Linked DNA regions of Lactuca sativa: region 1 is linked to region 2. A link is a contact called in public Hi-C data. All regions are on one chromosome and are shown on one strand. The core of a region is the stretch at or near the end of the contact, and the rest is flanking DNA. Distances in the headings are between cores, read along the strand shown. Region 1 holds the start of LOC111884840 (F-box protein At1g47056). Region 2 holds the start of LOC111889159.

The links. Hi-C and Micro-C count contacts between places; a contact is called where the count stands out from the background.
Region 1: a Hi-C map of leaf shows a contact between it and region 2, with 9 times the contacts expected there. The contact joins the promoter of LOC111884840 here to the promoter of LOC111889159 in region 2. A contact is called at or near these places in 2 of 4 Hi-C or Micro-C datasets (both in leaf).

The regions. Positions count from the first base shown.
Region 1 is chr4:254,504,578-254,507,937 of Lsat_Salinas_v11, reverse strand. LOC111884840 (F-box protein At1g47056) reads left to right here and starts at 1,347. Exons shown (of 1, transcript XM_023881140.3): 1 at 1,347-3,360. The coding sequence starts at 1,634. The coding sequence ends at 3,235.
Region 2 is chr4:254,090,917-254,094,273 of Lsat_Salinas_v11, reverse strand. LOC111889159 reads left to right here and starts at 1,601. Exons shown (of 1, transcript XM_023885301.3): 1 at 1,601-2,418. The coding sequence starts at 1,665. The coding sequence ends at 2,207. It overlaps LOC111889165, which reads right to left. Exons shown (of 1, transcript XM_023885307.3): 1 at 3,146-3,357.

The DNA of each region.
Region 1 (3,360 bases), core at 98-2,597, 410 kb before region 2:
GGCAACACACCAACAACTCCACCAACTCTACAGATGGACTCCACTGCATTCCAAGCTGCCGTGGAAACCGCCATAGCACAACTCAGTACTAATGGTACAAACGGGAATGGAAACGGTACTACCAGTTCTAATCATGGCGAAAGTTATGGACACCGAAGAGGATGCTCCTACAAGGACTTCTCGAATTGCAAGCCCAAGCCTTTTTATGGCAACAGAGGTGTCATTGCCTTGACCAGATGATTCGAGAAGACGGAATCGGTGTTCAAAATTTGTTCGTGCTCGGAAGGAAGTAAGGTCAAATTCGCGGCTTGCATATTCGCTGACGGGGCCTTCTCCTGGTGGAATGGCCACGTCAAATCACTAACTCTCCCTGTGGCCAACTCTATGAGTTCAGAGGATTTAAAAATCATGATGCTAGAAGAATACTGCTCGAGGGGGGAAGTTCAGAAGCTGGAGCAGGAACTCTGGAACCTCACGACGACGGACTTTGATGTAGCAGCCTACACTGCTAGGTTTAACAATTTGGCGGTGCTATGTCCCGGGATGGTCACCCCGAAAAATGGTGATAAACAAACACTTGAATTCAATAAAAGATAAAATAGAAGGGTAAAATGGTCATTTTAATAATTTAGCATAGCAATTCAGATGTCACAACCAAACAACATGTTAAACATTCAGCTTTTAAAATTTCAGACCCTTTTAAAAATTTAGATCTTTTAAAAATTCAGATATTACCAATAATTTTTGTGTGTAATATTGGTAAGAAGGTTCATGCACAGGAATATGGAAAAATTTACTATTATGTCCCCAGTAAGTTTTTATATTTTGTTACATGATATGTAAAAAAAAATTATGTGTATTACAATGTTGTTAAAGAATGCATACATTATTAGAGGTAAAACATCTATATACATAGACGTTCTTTGACGATACATTGGATGATTGATTTAAAGAAGATTTGAAGAAGACAAAGATGAAAAATGAAAGAAACATATTTATTATTATATATTTATTTTATTTAATGTTAAAAGCTATTTTATATAAAAATTGTTATTCAATATCGGAAAATAAAAAATTAAGATATAAAGGTAAAGTATTTAATTATTTATTTATTTTTATAAGTATTAAAAATATTTTTATATAATGATAAGTTTTTTTATAAACAAACTTGGTATGATTTTGAAAAGACATTAAAAAAACTTATAGAATAAGCCAAATTTATGCACATTCTTTTTTTTTTTTTAATGTTTTTTCAAAATCATAATCATTCCACCATGCCACTATGTTCCGTCACACCATGACACTCTCCTGAAGACCATATGAGCAGTCAAAGGTCCCATAAACGCTGAGCTATGTTCCAATGCGGTCGCCTTCACAGGTTTTATCTTGCTCCCTCCTCGATCATACATCCTAACCACTCAACAGTAAACGTCGTCATAGTTATCTGCCACGTAAACCGAAGTAGTAAAATAAGGTTTTAAAATCCGTGTTTAAATCACATTTTCAAGTCCATTTTCCATCGCTTTTTGATAAAAAGCATCATCCAATTCAAATGTACAATAATAGTGTGAGCAGTGATTTGCTGCCGCCGACGGAGACAATTGCCGTGACATAGACGCCGTCTCCGCCGTGGATGGGCCAGTCACACTCAATTACAACCGGAATTGCTAATCGCCGAAGAGATAACGTCGTCGATCACAGTTGCAGATCGATGGCGATAGCGCCTAAAGATCCCAAGGAACTTCGTTCGTTTTTAACGGAGGAAAAGGTTCAGGAGGAGGAATGTGATTCCGGAGATATATCAATTCTTCCAGACGCGTGTCTGGCTTGCATTTTCCAGTTACTCGGATCCGGCGATCGGAAGCAATGTTCACTCGTTTGCCGGCGGTGGCTTGAAATCGAGGGACAGAGTCGTCACCGTCTCTCTCTCAACGCTGAATCGGAACTAATTTCCGTCGTTCCGTCTCTCTTCTCTCGATTTGACTCCGTCACGAAACTCTCCCTCAAATGTGACCGTAGATCCGTGAGCATCGGCGACGAAGGGCTAATTTTAATCTCTCAACGTTGCCAAAACCTTACGCGCCTCAAACTCCGATCATGTCGACAAGTAACGGACTTAGGGATGATCAGTTTTGCGAAGAACTGCAAAGGTTTGAAGAGGCTTTCGTGTGGATCTTGCACTTTCGGTGCTAAAGGAATGAACGCTATCCTCGATAACTGCTCGGCTCTAGAAGAATTATCGGTGAAGCGATTACGTGGCATCAGTGACGGAGCGGGAGCGGCAGCAGCAGCGGCAGCGGAACCAATTGGACCTGGTTTATCCGCATCATCTCTTAAACTCATCTGCTTGAAGGATCTCTACAATGCACAGTGTTTTGGACCACTGATAATGGGGGCGAAAAATCTCACAACACTAAAGCTATTTAGGTGTTCCGGAGATTGGGATAAACTACTGGAGCTTGTTACTGATCACGTCGAGGGATTGATCGAAGTCCATCTGGAAAGGCTACAGGTGAGTGATGCTGGGCTCACAGCCCTTTCCCGTTGTCAAAACTTGCAAATATTGCACATCTTGAAAACACCAGATTGTTCAAATTTAGGGTTAATTTCTGTTGCTGAGAACTGTAAGCTTTTGAGGAAGCTTCACATCGATGGCTGGAAAACCAACAGAATAAACGATGAAGGGTTGATCGGCGTCTCCAAACACTGCCCTAACCTTCAGGAGCTAGTGCTTATCGGTGTTAATTCTACTCGTGTAAGCCTAGAACTCCTAGCTACAAATTGCCAGAAGTTAGAGCGATTAGCATTATGTGGAAGTGAAACAATTGGGGATGCTGAGATTTCCTGCATAGCTGAGAAATGCACAGCTTTGAAGAAGCTCTGCATCAAGAGTTGCCCTGTTTCTGATCATGGAATGGAAGCACTTGCAGGTGGTTGCCCTAATTTGGTAAAAGTTAAGGTAAAGAAGTGCCGTGGAGTCACCGGTGATGGTGCTGGGTGGTTGAGGGCTAGTCGGGAGTCACTGGCTGTCAATTTGGACACCACCGAAGTTGAAAGCCAGGATGCCGCCAGTGATGGAGCGGTGGAGAACCCTCCTGCCACCAGCGAAAGTGGTGGCGCCAGTTCTAGCAATACCACTACTAGATCAACATCATTCAAAGCTAGATTAGGGTTTATTGCTGGGAAAACCTTGAGGAAGTGGTCAAGTTTCAATGGTGGCTCTCGGAGTCAATGAGTGGAAATTTTCTGGTTTGCATTATAATTCTTGTTTGACTTTTTAATTGTGTGCTTGTTTTGTGCATTTAGTCTTATGCATTCGAAAATCAGTCTGCATTTATTGCTTTTTTGTTTTTATGAAGC
Region 2 (3,357 bases), core at 352-2,851:
GGTTTGAATGTTAAAAAAAAAAAAAAAAAAAAAAAAAAAAAAAAAAAAAAAACCCTCGTATTTATAAAAAAACTTTGGTTTTTAATTGAAAAAAAAACGTATTTATACGGTTTAAAATGTAATAAAAAAATATATTTATACGGTTTCAAATGGAATATGTTCAAAATTGAACAAAATTTGATAAATGATGTTCAATTTGGCATAAAAAAAATATAGTGACAAAATTGAAAGAAAAAATTAAACATAGTGTTAAAATCGAAAAAAAAAAACGTGAAAACTTAGTATTTTTTGTAGAAAAAAAAAAATCAATTTTGACACATCAACATATCATGTCATCATGCCACGTCATCAAAACTGACACGTTATCATGTCACGTCAGCATGTAACATGGTTGACCGGTCAAGTGGTTACAATTGTAACAAACTGAAAAACACAATATCAAATTTGAGACAAAAAAAACACGGTGTCAAATTAAAATATTGGTATAAACGGAGTGTTTTTTATACTATTTACCATAATTAATTTGTATTAGACTATCAGAGACATAGTTTATATACCAAATTCCTCAATCGGGGACATGTCGGGGATGGGTCGGGGAAAAGCCCAAAATATAAAGGGAAGGGGACTCAATTCCCCGCATCCATTGGGGATGATGATGGGAATAAGGACGAGATTAGACACTCGGGGATGGGAACATGGATTGTCAACACCGCCCCATCTCATCCCATTTCGATCCCTAACGATACCTAATCACCGACATAATTGATGACTCGTTGATACCGACGACACCGCCACTTACTTCCGGAAGCCGCGCTCGATACCCTCCATCCCAATTAAATATATTTGGGAAAAAACATTGTATTCTTGTGGAAGAGAAAGCAGCATGTAGAAAGCTCGGCCAGCTGGCGTTAGCAATGGTTTTGTCGGTGACACCCCACACTAAATCATCGATATACACATGCACACATTTCTTATTTCAATAATTTAATGCAATAAAACTTAGACGAATACCTTTTGTTTCTTTTATAATATGTATGGTTTTGGTTATTGTTGTTACATTTTAATTATCGTCATGTTATTACAAAAAAAAAAAGTAAAAAAACAAAAAAGTAATTTGTCGTTTTATTATTCGTGAGTTGTGAGTGGAAAAGTGTTAGCATATCATTATAATAAAAATAAGTATACAACGTCATAACTTTAGGGGGAATATACTAAACATACATGTGTTGTCATGATAATCTCACCAATACTGCAATATGCATATTTAGGTATGTTTTCGTTTTAGAGAACAATCTTCTATATAAACAAAATTCATTGTCAATTCCCGAACTTATTTATTATTTAAAGTTGACATGTATGCTAGAAAAATTTATAGCCACAATAAAAGATGCTAGAAGAAATGCAATTACTATGTGGGTAGAACAAGACATTGAACCTTAGCTCAAGCAATCCCTTCCTTCTTTTTTTTCAAGGAACTAAAGGTTAATTTAGACAACATTATGCTTGAATTCATACTAAAGAAAAGAATTTCCCACCTTTGCATAACTCCAATTCGAGTTTTGTTTGTGTGTAACCTCTATTTAAATAGCAACATACATTCAAGATAACATCATCTATGTTTTTTATTTTCTTAAACACTCAACCTAGTTAATTAGAAATCATTCATGGGAGCTCCCGAGTCAGGAGAAAAACAACAAAAGCAACAACTCGATCGTGAGATTCGAGACATGATGAATGCACTCACACGTCGCCTTGCTCATCTCCATAAGAAACCCAATGAGAGAGAAGGTGCAAGCAACATCCATGATCATGACAAAGAGGAGGAGGATGCCAATGGTGGTTTTGGGATCATAACGATGGCTGGAAGCAACGAGGGAGCTACTATGAGAGGAGAGCTTGACTTGATGAGTATGGAGAATCATAAATTAGGTACAACACAACATAATGATGAGTCTTTTACCCCATTGACAACCTACCTTAATGGCAACTTCCAAGGTGTCAACAATTCTATCATGGTTGGTGGTAGTTACTCTACCAATGATCCTGGTATCCATTTGGATGTTGATGAACATTACATGCAACATAAGGGGGAGCTTGGTGGTAGTTACTCTACCAATGATCCTGGTATCCATTTGGATGTTGATGAACATTACATGCAACATAAGGGGGAGCTTGGTTCACAAAAGTATGGAAAGTGGATCCCCTAAAAGTGAACATTCTAACTAATCATTATCTAAACTTCACACACATATACACGAGGATAATGTTTCTTGAGTGATTTTTTAATCTATATATTGAATTCCAGCCGAAAGATGTTATACATAATGTTTCATCATTTTATTCGATTAATAATCTTTCTTTTTATGATTGTATGTAATTGCATTAGTATCTTAATAAAATAGTTATTATCTACAATAATCTTCTATCTTAAAAGGCAATTTCTTGTTAATCCATTTGGCAGCCTGATCAAATGCATTAGTTTAATACTATATATTCCAAGGTTCTAAATAACATAAGGCGTGACTTGGCGGCAATGTCAAACCTCAAGCTTTTCTGAGCCTTGGCGAGTCATGGCGTTTGTAAGGCGTAACTTAAGGCGGCAATTTTTTTATAATTAATATTTTTATATGTATTTTCAACTATTATTCATTTTTATACACATATATGAGTTAAGGCGGCGTTTTGGCAAAGCTTGGCGGCAGCTGCAAGCCTTGGAGTCGTGGCGCACCATGGCGGAGCCATGACGAGCTTTTTAAAACCTTGATATATTCTATACCATACAACATTATTTTTAGAGAAATTAAATATTCTTTTACTTTTGTTTCTATAAATCCTTCTATCAATTTAAATAATAACATATGTCATATTAATATTTTAAAATATCATTAAATCAGTATTAAATGTTATATATGTCACTATTTAATTGGGTAGGAGAATTTGTAGGAATAAAAAATAGACGGATATTTTATTTCTCTTATTTTTATGTTAACACTTTCTTTTAGTCGGCGAAATAGCATTTATCTATAAAATACTTGGAGAAAGAAAAAAAAAAAAAAACTTTAATATGCATAAACAAATAGTTGTAGTTTTTCTAAAAGTCTAGCAACTCAATTATTATATATTTCAATAATTAAGCTAAAAAAAAGGAAACAACACAATAAATAGTTTGATATATAACAAATTAAGAATAATTGAAAATTACAATGAACAAATTTTACAAAATTAAATTACGACCTTGCCCACTTTACTTTGCGTCTTCTATTCCAACGACATCCAGCCATATCGGAAAACAGTACACCACCGGAACTGACATAATCATTCATATTTCATTCCCTTCCACCGGAGTTGGATCCACCA